Linked DNA regions of Sus scrofa: region 2 is linked to region 1. Evidence: chromatin contacts called from public HiChIP or PLAC-seq data. All regions are on one chromosome and are shown on one strand. The core of a region is the stretch at or near the end of the contact, and the rest is flanking DNA. Distances in the headings are between cores, read along the strand shown. Region 1 overlaps LOC102163816 (a long non-coding RNA gene). Region 2 overlaps POLA2 (DNA polymerase alpha subunit B).

Region 1 (6,329 bases), core at 1,119-3,618:
ATTCATTCAGCAGATGTTTGCCAAGCACCTACTGTGTACTGGTTTAGATAAATATCCGTGACAAAAAACCAAGCCTTTTGGTTGATGCTCCAGGATTCTTCTGAGTGTGTGGGTTGCTTACTCCTGGAAGCCCTCCAAGCTCTGCCCTCTGCCTTAAGCCCAAGCCTGTCTTCTTTGCTCTAGTACCCCTAGCTTTCCCCTCATCAGCACTGATCACACCCCCACTTTCTTAACCCAGAAAAGGTGGAACCCCTTCTGGTTGGGACTTGACCAAGGCTTTTGCTGATGACTAGTTCACCAACCCCCAGTGAAAGCTGAATCCGGAGCTTTGAAAAATTCCCTCAGCTTCCAGCTCTCACTGGAGCGAGGCTGGTCCAGGGGAAACCCGGCTCCTGTGTGGCACAGCCCCGAGCGCAGGTATCATGGGCAAAGCAAGTGTGGTACGGGAAGCCAGGACTCCAGGAGCTGCCTGTCTGAGATTAAGTCCAAAAGTCAGAAGCCCTGGAGCCCCACCTATGAAGAAGGAGATGGGCATGTGTTTTTGTTTTTTGGAGGTTTTTTTGTTTTTTTGTTTTTGTCCTTTTAGGGCTGCACCTGTGACATATGGAGGTTCCCAGGAGAGGGGTGGAATTGGAGCTGTAGCCCCTGGCCTACGCCACAGCCACAGCAACTCGGGATCCGAGCTGCATCTGCACCCTACACCACAGCTCACAGCAACACCAGATCCTTAACCCACTGAGCGAGGCCGGAGATCAAACCTGTACCCTCATGGATGCTAGTCAGATTTGTTTCTGCTGAGCCAGGACAGGAACTCCCGGGCATGTGTCTTAACACGGGTAGTGCTGAGAATGGGGGGAGGGGGGACAAGGAGAGCAGCTGCGTATCTCACACCTGTAAGCCCAGGGCAGACGGCCACACTGGAGCCTTCCCCATGGACTAAGGGGAAGGAACCCCTCTCTCCCGCCCTGGGCCTGGGATACAGCCCACTGCCCAGGTCACCGTCTCCTTGACCCTGACCTGCTCTCCACCCTTGTTCTTCTTTCTGGCTGGAATTCCCCACCCCCGCCCCTTCTGGAGGCCTGTTCATTCTCATGCGTCGATGCCGGCTGCTCACTTTCTTTGTCCACCCCATCGAAAATCGGTCCCCTCCCCAGTTCCCTTTACCCCACCAGCTCACTTTCTTCAGAACACTTCCACTGCTGCTCTTCACCAACGGTTGCCCGACTCCTCCACGAGAATACCAGCTCCATGAAGGCAGACACCTCGCCTTTCTCCTGCCTTATTTCTACCAACTGTGCCTTGTATGGAGGGTGTTTGATGAATGACTGAAATTCTGTTCCAGAATCATATTAAGAATGAAGCTAGAAGTCAGGAAAACCAGGTTCTGCTCTGCTAATAATTTTTAAATGTCTCTTTTATTTATTTATTTATTTTTTTAATTTTCTAGGGCGGCACCCACAGCATATGGAAGTTCCCAGGCTAGGGGTCCAATTGGAGCTGTAGCTGCTGGCCTACACCACAGCCACAGCAGCTCGGGGTCCGAGCTGTGTCTGCGACCTACACCAGAGCTCACAACAACGCCGGATCCCCAACCCACTGAGTGAGGTCAGGGAACAAACCCACAACCTCATGGTTCCTTGTCGGATTCGTTAACCACTGAGCCACGCCGGGAACTCCTAAAGAGTTCTTTTACAGAAAGAGAAATGAAGTCCCTGGAGCTCTGTGTGAACTGCTGACGGTCCCAGAAGGCAGTGGTGACAAGAGGAAGTAGACTCAAAAAGGGCCTGGGGGTCGCAGGGCTCTGGGCTTTGCTAAACATGTTGGTATCTCCCCGGACTCCAGCTGATAGGGCCATTGCCCTATGCTAACCTCAGTGGCAGCCAATTAAAGACATGTGGTAGGTGCACAGAGCTTTACAGGTGACAAGGAGCATTTGCCACCTTAGTCCAGTTGGAGCCTTATTCCAGCCCTCGATGCTAGGACGGGGGTCCTACAGTGAATATTCCATTTCATAGAAAGCAACCAGGCACAGATTAGTAAACAAAGCTCCAAGCAGAGGCTCAGAAATTCTAACTGCTCTGCAAGCTGAGGGAGGTCCCCCTCAAAAGAAGAAGTCAGGTCAGTGTAAAGGGGCCGCCGCCCTCTTTGCCTTTGGAAAAGTGCTTCAACCGCAAAGAAGTCAACCACGAACTCCAAGGAGAACAGAAAGGAAAGCAGTTGCTATGGCAACATCTCTGCCAGCCTATTTTCCATCTTCCTCTGGTTCAAAACAACAGCTTCCAGCAGGTTCCGGCTGGGGGTGGGGAGCTAACTCCAGCCCAGCAACTACCCTTGGCCAATCTCCTGCCAGATTTCAGTGGCAAGAGGAAGGTGGCAGCCAATGAAGAGGCCTGGAGCTTGTGTCATGGGCCTGAAGCCAGAGTGGAAGAACCACGGGCTAGCGCATGTGACCGTTTCCATGGTGACCTCAGCTAGCAACCGCAATGGTCCTGTTTATGAGCGCTGGAAAATTCCATCCAGCCTCTGGCCTGAGTGTGTTACCTTCCCTGCCTCCTTCCTGCACCAAGGCAAAGATGAAGTCATCGCCACTGTCTAACCCCTTCCTGAGATGTGCCTGGCTCCAGTCAGATCTGGGGGAGGGGCAGGAAGGGGGCTGCGTGTGTAGGACAGGAAGGGGACGGGAAGGGAAGGCAGTGACAGCCACCTTTCTATGGCACATCATTTGAGCCAGCACTGTACTAAGTTCCTGACGTGGGAACTTAGCCCTGAGAAGGGGGTCCTGTTTCACTGAGGGGTAAACCTGATTCAGAGAAATGAAGTAACTTGCTACCGTCTCTGAGTATAGCCAGCAAGGGGAGGGACGAGCCCAGACTGACCGAGAGTGGGGCTCTCAAGCCCACGCTCACCACGGCCCCTCCAGAGTGCGTGAAGGGCTACAGAACCAGATGGGGTGGTGACAGGGACAGGGCGCCGGGGTGGGGGGAGAGCCACGGTCTTCTGGGGAGCTGGAGGAAGGTGACAGGTCAGCTGAGTGGAAGAACAGGAAGGAGACACCAGCTTGGCTCTGGGACACCCATGATGCCAGGCTGGGGCCGAGGGCTGGCAGGCGACGCCAGACAGGCCCCAGCGAAGGCTGCGGACGGGACCCAGGGCCGAGTCCTCGTCACGCTGCCTCTGAATGGCCATGCTGGGATTCTGGCTGGGGTAGGGGGAGAGGGCAAGCCTATAAATGTTCCTGCCAGACTCCTGCCGGGGATGTGCTGGCTTGGGGACCATCAGCGAGTACCCAAGGTGAGCCTCTCAGAGTCCCCAGCACCGCTGGAGGCCACACAGGACCGACTGTGTGGATGCAGCTAAGCTCTGTGTATTGCTGCTCTGACTGAGGCAAGGCCATAGGAAGACATGGACAGTATTTTCAAGGATAAGTGGGAGTTCCTGTTGTGGTGCAGCAGAAACAAATCCAGCTAGGAACCATGAGGTTGCGGGTTCGATCCCGGCCTTGCTTAGTGGGTTAAGGATCTGATGTTGCCATGAGCTGTGGTGTGGGTCAGAGACACGACTCAGATCCCACATCACTGTGGCTGTGGCGTAGGCCAGCAGCTGTAGCTCCGATTAGGCCCCTCGCCTTGGAACCTCCATATGCTTCGGGTGTGGCCCTAAAAAGCAAAAAAAAAAAAAAAAAAAAAAGGGATAAGTGCCCAACAGCAATCCAAGCCATAGGCCTTAGCTCAGGGTAACAACAGATGAGTCAGTCACGCCTGAGGGAAGGGCGTGATCACAGGAGTGCTGGTGAGGTCACTGGAACCTGATGGCCGCAGGCGTCTGCAGAAAGACTGACCATTCATCGGGGAGGGCTTCCTGCAGGGGGAGAGGGGCCTCGAGGACCTGGCTCCTACAGGAGAGCTCCCACTGGCCGAGAGTCGGCCATGTCCTTGGGAAAGAGGTGGTGGCATGTCCCGTCGTGTGAACTAGGCATCTGGCAGCAGATGGGGCTGGAACAGAGGGGAACTGACTGAGGTTTCTGGCTGGGTTCGGGTGGACAGCAGATGACAAAGATCTGAATGAGGAAGGGTGACCCTTGGTGACCTCCATGCTTTCTAGCTCCCAGGTCTCTGTCTCTGCCTTGAGCCTCAGCTGAAGCGTCCTTGCTTTGGCAGAAGGGTCATGGAAATTTCCGCGCAGCTTCTTTCCCCAGGGCTGCTCTGGGCTCTGTGTTTTTCCCAGGCCCTGCTGAGTCTGAGTCTACGTGCATGTTCTCTGGGCAGGGGGCAGGCTGAAGTGGCCTGAGGCCGGTGCTGCCGTGGGACACTAGAGCTGGCCCCCCACCTGAGGGTGCCAGAAACCCTGCTCCTGCTCCTGGGGAAGGCAAAGGGGAGGAGAGACACCCCACTGGGCCACCCCCTTCACAGTTCTCCAGGGTCACAGGTCACTCCATGGGGCGGGGTGCAGGGCAGCAGGGCTGGAACAAGCCCAGGGCACCTAAATACTGGGGGGACGTCACTTCCCCAGAAATTACCGCAATGCTCTGTTTTCTCGGGGAGGGGGGGAGTGTTTTGAGTCTCTCTAGGAGCTCCCTAGCAGAAGTGACATCTGTGGGGAGCCGGGAAAGCACAGGAAGCTCGCACTTCCCTCTCCCCTCCCCTCACTTCCCTACTCTGGAAGCTCCACCCCCAGCCAGAGGAGCGATGGCCTCAGAGCTGTAAAGTCCCTGTCCCCAAGCGGAGCCAAACAATGGCTCTGTGGAGTTCCCACCCTTTGCCCACAGCTGGGACTTTCAGGATGTTGACACAGACCCACTTCTCCTGTGTCTGTGCTGGAGAGCCAGCCTGAGACTTCTCTGTCCCCACATTCAGCCTCCAGCAGAGGCAGCCCCTCCTCCCTGGCAACCTGCAGCCCTGGAGTCCCCTTGACCTTCCAGGGAGGGAGCAAGAGGAACAGGTCTGTGGTTTTTTGTTTTTGTTTTTGTCTTTTTGGAGCCACACCCGAGGCATATGGAGGTGCCCAGGCTAGGGGTCGAATTGGAGCTGTAGCTGCGGGCTTACGCCACAGCCACAGCAACGTGGGCTCCGATCCTACACCACAGCTCACCGCAACGCCGGATCCTTAACCCACTGAGCAAGGCCAGGAACTGAACCCCAGTCCTCATGGATGCTAGTCAGGTGCTTTAACCACTGCACCGCGATGGGAACTCCCAAGAGGAACATGTTAACAAACACATACTCATCCGGGAAAACACGGGTTGCGTTGTGACAAGCAAAGCGGTAACTACGTGGTGGTGACGCGGGATGACGTTGCTGGTCTGAGAGGCCCTTTCCCAAGAGGGACGTGGTCAAGGCAGGATGGTGACAATGGTGTCATCCTAAGAGTGGGGAGGTTCATTCCATGCAGATGTGTCATTGAGGGTAAACAAGAGTCTAGACTCGGACACAGAGGACAAACTAGCAATTACCTCGGGGGGGGGGGGGAGCGGCAATATGTGGGTGGGCAACAGGGTTATTATGGGATCACATGAGACCATGTGGGTGGAACTTTGGCTGCACCTATGGCTCGTGGAAGTTCTCGGGCCAGGGATCAAACCTGCGGCATAGCAGCAACCCCAGCCTCTGCAGTGGCAACACGGGAGCCTTAACCCGCTGAGCCACAAGAGAACTCCTAAAAATTATAAAGCACTATAGAATTCAAAGACTCTTTCATTCAATAAACATCGACTGAGCACGTACAAAATGTAAATAAAGAGGAACATGAATGCTTAAAAAGAGAAAAGAGGGGGTTCCTGGGTGGCACAGCAGGTTAAGGATCTGGCGTTGTTACTGCTGTGGCTCGGGTCACTGATGTGGCGCAGGCTCAATCCCTGGCCCCAGGAACTTTCTCATGCCGCATATATGGACCAAACAAAAAGTAAAGAACACGAGCCCGGAAAGGGCTAGAGGTGCTGAGACAGAGAGGAGGAGACCTGTGTGGGGAGCCCAGAGAGCCTCAGGGAGAGCAGGACCTGTCTTCTTTCGTTGTCCCATGCCTCCCCCTCCCCCAATCCAGGCCTCCGTGACCCCTGTCCCAGGCTGGACAATGGACTCCAGTGCCCTCCCCTCTGTCACCTCTCCGAGCTCAGCCACCTTGCAAAGAGTAGCTACACAATACTTCCAAAGCCAGAGCCTCTCGAGCTCAGAAGTCATCCTTCTGTCCAAAGAGCAGAGTCCAAACTCCCTCTCCAGGTAACTCCCAGACCTCCCTCTATCTCCCCTTTGGCTTCCTCTGCTTCTAGTGAGTTCTTATCACCTAATGAGCTTTCAGGCCTTTTCTACCTCAATCACTGCAGGCCTCTACCGCAT
Region 2 (6,129 bases), core at 3,555-6,054, 160 kb before region 1:
TGAGGATTAGCAGTGAGGCGACTGACACCAGCGAGCTGTTAACCCCCTTCCATGGTGCTGTCACGTGAGGGCCTTCTCAGAGGATGGAAATTGAGTTTATGACATGGTACAGGCTATCCGAAAATAAGTGTTTCTGGCAGCAAGAGTACTGGTGTTGGGTGGACTTTGGGTGATGAAGGGGACAGACCCGGCTGAGGTGCCCGGAGCCAGAGCTGTGCAGGGAAGCCTTTGGAAGGCATCGAATGGGTTGAGAGCAAGGTGTTGGGCTGGGCCCCCGTGGAGACACGGAGAAGGCCTGGGCCTTACTCTCCTGGCACTCGCTGTCCCCTGGGCCTGACATCTGTGGGCTCCTCAGGACCGAAGTGAACTCTGTCCCCTGCCCCAGCACCACACGAGTCTTACTCTTCCCCTTGGATTCTCAGTTCGTGGCGTTGCCACTCTGGTGGACGGGCAGAGACCCTCGTCCCTGGAAGCCTGTGACTGTTACTCTGTCTCTGGCAAAAGAGACTTTGCAGGTGTGATTACAGTGAGGCTCTGGAGATGAGGGGCTGTCTAGGTGGCTCAGCGGAATCAGAGGGCCCTTACAAGGGGCGGGGGGGGCCAGGAGGCTGAGAGTCAGAAAGAGTAGAGGTTAAGCTGGGGGTTTTGAAGGGGGGGTGTGTGTGAGCCCAGGACTTGCCCAGAGGCGCTGGAAAGGGCGAGAAAACACTCTCCCCCAGAGCCCCAGCAGGAACGCAGGCCTGCCCACACCTCGACTTTAGGACTTCCGGCCTCTACGACTGTAAGATAATAAATGTGTGTTGTTTTAAGCCATGGGGTTTGCGGTAATTTGGTGCAGCCGTGCTAGGAAACTATGTTAGGAGGCCAGGGATCTTTGGATTTTGTTGTAAGTTACGGAACCTGATTCAGACTGAAAAGAGAGTTGGTTAGGGGAGATCCAAGTAGCTCAGAGACTGGACAGATGGCTGGAACCGGCTTACAACCCGGATTAGGGCCCCGGTGGCTCCAGAGGGTCCAGGTAGCAAGGATAACCCGACTCTCATCTGGGCACCTTCTCGGGGACAGGTCAGCACCAGCCTGTTTTGTCGTTGGTTCATTCACCTTAAGATTCCAGAACCCAAGGAGAGTGTGAGTGGCTTGAGCTGGGTCCCCTGCCAGCTCCTGGGCCGGGGCGGGGGGACAGTGCACCTGCTCTACAGCCCCGCCTAGACGGCCTTGCGTAGGACAGGCTGGTTCTCTGAAAGGGGAGCAGGTGCTGTGACGAAAAGGGAGCCAAAAACAAGCCCCTGTGCCCATCACACAAGAGTCCCGCATTCCAGCCTGTCGTCCTGGGTACTGTGGTGCCCCAGATTCTCCAGCCACTCTCGCCCCCGCCCCATCTGCCCCTCAGGGAGCACACCCAACCTCTGTGCCATCTGAGGCTCCCAGAAAACTCCACTTACATGTGTCAACAAAGTATCTAAAAGACACATCTCTATGATTCCCCTTAAATGAGGTTCTGAGAGTCATGAAAATCGGAGACAGACTGTAGGATGGTGGTTGCTGGGGGAGCGGGGAGTTCGTGTGCGATGGGAACGGAGTTTCAGTTTTGCAAGACGGGAAGGCGTGTGCAGAGGGTGTAATTGCACAGCCTTGAGTTATACTTACCACTGAAGTGTTTCCTTTAAGATGATGATGCTTTTATGTTATGTATATTTTGCCACAATTAAAACAAAAACAAACCCCGTTGGGAGGAAAGCCATGGAAGCAATGCCACTTTGATCCGTTCTTTCCTGACTGTCCCTTCCCTCCCGTCACTCGTGCCCTGCTGGGAAACGTCTTTCGAGTTATAGTTATTTGCATACCTACCTCTCTGCCAGCTGACGAAGGATTTTTTTTTTTTTTCTTTTACTGGCTACCCCCATGACCTATGAAAGTTCCCGGGCCAGGGACTGACTCTGAGCCACAGCTGCGACCTATGCCACAGCTTTGGCAACGCCGGGTCCTTTAACCCACTGCACCAGGCTGGGGATCAAACCCGAGCCTCCACAGCAACCCAAGCCACTGCCGTCGGATTCTCAACCCTCTGTCCCATGGCAGGGACTGCTGACGGAGGATTCTTTGAGGGCAGAATGTGGTCTTGTTCCTCTCGGATTCCCGCGTTGCCCACATAAAGAGACTCGATGCATCGAGTTCTGTCCTTTTCCCACCATCCCAGGATCTTCTCGTCAGCACCTTAACACGCCTTTCGGTCTTAGATTCTGAGCAAATCATGGTCCTGGTGGCCTGTGGGCCGTACACCACGTCAGACAGCATCGCCTTCGAGCCCCTGCTCGACCTGATCACCGTCATCAACCGCGACCGGCCGGACGTCTGCATCCTGGTAGGGGCCCTCCTGAGACGGCTTCACTTGGGGAGGCTCCAGCCGGGAAACTGGGGAGTCGGGCTACGAACAAGGTCCAATGCGGTTCTCAATTAGTAGGAAGAGTGTCAGACTCCCCTCCTTTTAAAAAATATGTTTTAGTTCTTGGTCTACGTCTTCGGTAGGGTTTGGACAGGCTTCGTCCAAAGGCCCAAAATTCGGTGCCGCTCTTCATCGATGCCCCAGTTTCTTGCCTGTCTCCTCACTCCTGTTGTGAGCTCATCACTCTTGAATTCCCAACGTACTGCTGCGCAGAGCTAGACTTCCTTTGCTGGGTTGAAAAAGAAAAGATCCCAGTATCGTTATGGGGCCCCAGTGGTCCCCTCATCCAGGGGGATGTCCTTCTGCCTGGGATGTTGGCCGGGCGCCCCCGTCCCATCTGCTCCCTGTCCCAGGCTCTAGGGAGACCTTGGAGGGACAAGTGGACCCTGGGCAGAGAACTGCTTGCAGAGGGTACCCGAGGGCGCTCGCAGACACGTGCAGTTCTGATTTGTTCTTTTGGTACCTTTGTTCCCCCCCCTCGGGCTCATCTGCAGTTTGGACCTTTCCTGGATGCTAAGCATGAACAGGTGGAGGTAAGTGACCGGGCTGGGCTGCGGGAGATGCTCTTACTTTCACCTCCTGGAGTTTACCCTGCACCTGTAACAACTTACATGGGTGGCGGGGAGGGTGTAAGGGGAGGAGTACAGATATCGAGTCCTGGTCCCCCTCGAGTGTGAGGCAGGAGCTGCGGGTCCTGGAGCTGTGCCTCTGAGAGTGCCGTCCTGGCTGCTCCAGCTCCGTGACGCACATCTTGTTGTCCTTTGCGCATAAAACGCAAATGGCCCGTCTTGAGTTCCCCTTGTAGCTCAGTGGTAACACACTCAACTAGTATCCGTGAGGGTACGGGTTCGACCCCTGGCCCTCTCAGTGGGTGAAGGATCTGATGTTGCCATGAGCTGTGGTGTAGGTGTGCAGACATGGCTTAGATCTGGTGGTGGTGTGGCCGTGGTGTAGGCTGGCAGCTGCAGCTCTGATTCGACCCCTAGCCTAGATGCATATGCCGCAGGCGCGTCCCCACAAAGCAAAAACAAAAACAAATGGCCCTTCTGAGGACCTCACCTCCCTCTGTCTCGGGAGATTTGTACCTTCTCCAGAAAACCCTTCTTCCTCGTCTTTCCCTCAGCTACATTCAGGAGGATGAATTGTGCCCCCGTGTCCTTTCCTGCCCCCAACCAGACTCACTCCTGGAGGCCAGAGGGCCCGTCTTTTCCATCGTCGTGTCTCCTTCCTTGAGCTCCTCACTCAGCAGCTGGAGCCCAGCGTCACCGCACGAGTGAATAAGCAGCAGTTTACCCTGTAAATCTGTCTTTTTTTTTTTCTTGCAGAGCTGTCTACTGACAAGCCCATTTGAAGATGTTTTCAAGCAATGTCTGCGAACCATTATCGAGGGGACACGAAGGTCAGATTTCCCAATGCTGGACAGAGCCTCACACTCCTAAGCTCCCCTGGGGCCTCCCATTAAGAAACTGAAACTGTCCAAAAGTCACGGTAGTTCCCATCCTTTCATCCTTTGAACTCAGAGATCAGATGGAACTCTTGAACTTCAAGTGTGTAGATGCCAGTGAAGAGGCATCTCTTTAAAACACAAAGATAAACACACTTGAAAGGAAAAGGCTGCACAGGCTTTCTTTCTTCCCTTGCTCTTTCTTTACTTCCTTTTCTCACTCCCTTTTGGGTAAACCCATCTTCCGTGGGAATCTTCCCAGGCGAGGCTGAGGAGTGTTGGATGACTTACACAGCAAAATCCTGGGGCCTAAGGTCTTGTGAGAGGGAGCGTTTGGACCCAAGTCCTTCCCTGAGGCCGTGCTTCTCTCGTTTCATGGGCTTCGTATAAGCTCTCGAGAGGGTAGAGGTCCTGAGTCCTCGCCGCAGACCCAAGGACCGGCTCTCAGCGGCGAGGAGCCACGGGCGGCTGGGTTGGGAGGAAAAGCCTCTGCTCCAGGAAGGGCCTAAAGCCAGAATAGAAAGGTTGTCAGGAAGCTGACGCCCCACTTCCTGCCGCTTCCCTCCAGCACCAGGGTTCGAGAGGAAGTCCTGTAAGTCCTGGATCATCTCCTCTGGGAATTGTCCGCCCTGTAGCTGAGCTCATCAAGAGCCAACATTCCCCAGGCTAAGCCTTTAAAAATAAGTCCGCAACAAAGGTGGTTTTTAAAACAAGATGTATGATCTTCCGCCCGTGGGCCGTGAGAACTGATCCCAGAGTCAGTTAGCTGTGATTCAACCTCCTTGTACCAGCAGCGCAGGCCAGTGTCGTAGGCCTCTCGGAAGGACGGGGGAAAACCCCCTCGCTGACCCAGAGTCAGGGGACTTGAGTCACGCCAGTGCCAGCCGGCCGCTGGATCTGCCCCCGCTCCAGTGAGATGTCACAAGCGCCTTCCTTCTTCCCTCCAGGCTGGTTGTGACCTGGAGATTGGCAGACCCTAGCAGGTGTCCCTGGTTGGCCAGCCCTTGGTCCCCTCCGGGAGAGGCAGGGACTGCGGGGCAGGGCCCCAGCGCCGGCTGGGTGCTTTCCATTTGAGATTGGGTTCTGTTTTGGGTTCCTCAGCCCTTGTGGTATTGACAGCAGCGGCACAAACAAAGAACAAGCCCGGCATTGTTCCCCGGGGTGAGCGCCCAGCACCGCCAGGCACTTTCATCTGTGCGCCAGGGGGAGGGGGCTGCCCCGCCCTTCCCAAAATTCGGCCCTCCTGGGGGGGGGTTATTTTTATTCTGAGAGGTCAGAAATGCAATGCATTAAGCTGGTTTATCAGTGAAAACCAGAGCCTGCGAGGAAGCACTTCCTCCCTCCCTAGAGCCCAGCGGAGCTGAGGGAGCGGCCAGGACCCGCCCACCATGATGTATGAGGTTGTGCAACGCTCAGCATAGTTGGAATTTTCTCTCGCTCCCTCCCCCTGCAGCCGCTGTATAACCCTGAGCACCGGGGCCCTTTCTTCCTTAACCATTGCTCTGCCAGCGCCTGCACGGAAACAGCAGTTCCGTCTCCTAACGGCGGCCAGCTGTGCCCCTGCCCCTTGTGTCCCTGGGGACCTGGAGCTCGGACCGTCCCCTTCTGGTCACCCCCAACCCGTTTGCCGGACTTCAGCGCCCAAATAGGTGGACTTGGGTAGTTACGAGGGACTCTTCTTTTTCTTTTCTTTTTTACGGGGAACCTTTCCATGTCAAAGGGACTGTAAGTTGTAGGCACGGTACCTTTGTGGACAGAAATCTCAGTTCACACTTTGAGCAGGCATGGCAAACACACAATAAGTGTGACAACAGTCACCAACGCCTTGATCCCACTTGAGGAAGCAGCTCCGTATCGTACCTGCACAGGTACCTGCCCCTGCCTCTGCAAAACCACAGCATTTTTAGCAGGAGAGGGCGCTAGACATGAGAGCCCCCAGAGTGACATGTTCCGCCTGTTTGGTTTATCATGGGCCCCTCGGCCAAGGACAGCTGCAGGGACAAGGAGACGGAGGTGTCTCACCCCTTTCTTTTGTGCAGGGGACAAAGGACTGGCCCCCCGAGTCATGGGGTTTTTCTTCCCTTGTATGTTGTAACTCTAGAGATTCTCCTCCTGCCTCCATCAAAGGAAACATCTGCCATCTCTGCTTTTACTCCTGCTGGTAGACACTGCTTTCGTTTTTGTATGGCCGTCTGCTAAGAAATAGAAACCCAGGGCCCTGATTCCCCCAGAGAGAGGGGAG

The links. HiChIP or PLAC-seq counts read pairs in DNA pulled down with a chosen protein or histone mark.
Region 2: an H3K27ac HiChIP or PLAC-seq map of alveolar macrophages shows a contact between it and region 1. The contact joins two enhancer-like sites. A contact is called at or near these places in 2 of 2 datasets of contacts at active chromatin or transcription factors (alveolar macrophages and skeletal muscle).

Annotation. Positions count from the first base shown.
Region 1 is chr2:6,764,165-6,770,493 of Sscrofa11.1, reverse strand. All of the region lies in intron 2 of LOC102163816 (a long non-coding RNA gene), which reads right to left. Among named protein-coding and RNA genes, the nearest start is that of SCYL1, 34 kb to the right of the region's middle. Within about 2 kb of position 2,368, at least 66 of the 83 cell types and tissues checked have an H3K27ac peak or open chromatin away from gene starts, as enhancers often do. A contact at or near this core is called in alveolar macrophages and skeletal muscle, where this site is marked.
Region 2 is chr2:6,926,471-6,932,599 of Sscrofa11.1, reverse strand. POLA2 (DNA polymerase alpha subunit B) reads left to right here. Exons shown (of 18, transcript XM_013994111.2): 11 at 2,238-2,362; 12 at 2,938-2,976; 13 at 3,769-3,842. Among named protein-coding and RNA genes, the nearest start is that of POLA2, 21 kb to the left of the region's middle. Within about 2 kb of position 4,804, at least 61 of the 83 cell types and tissues checked have an H3K27ac peak or open chromatin away from gene starts, as enhancers often do. A contact at or near this core is called in alveolar macrophages and skeletal muscle, where this site is marked.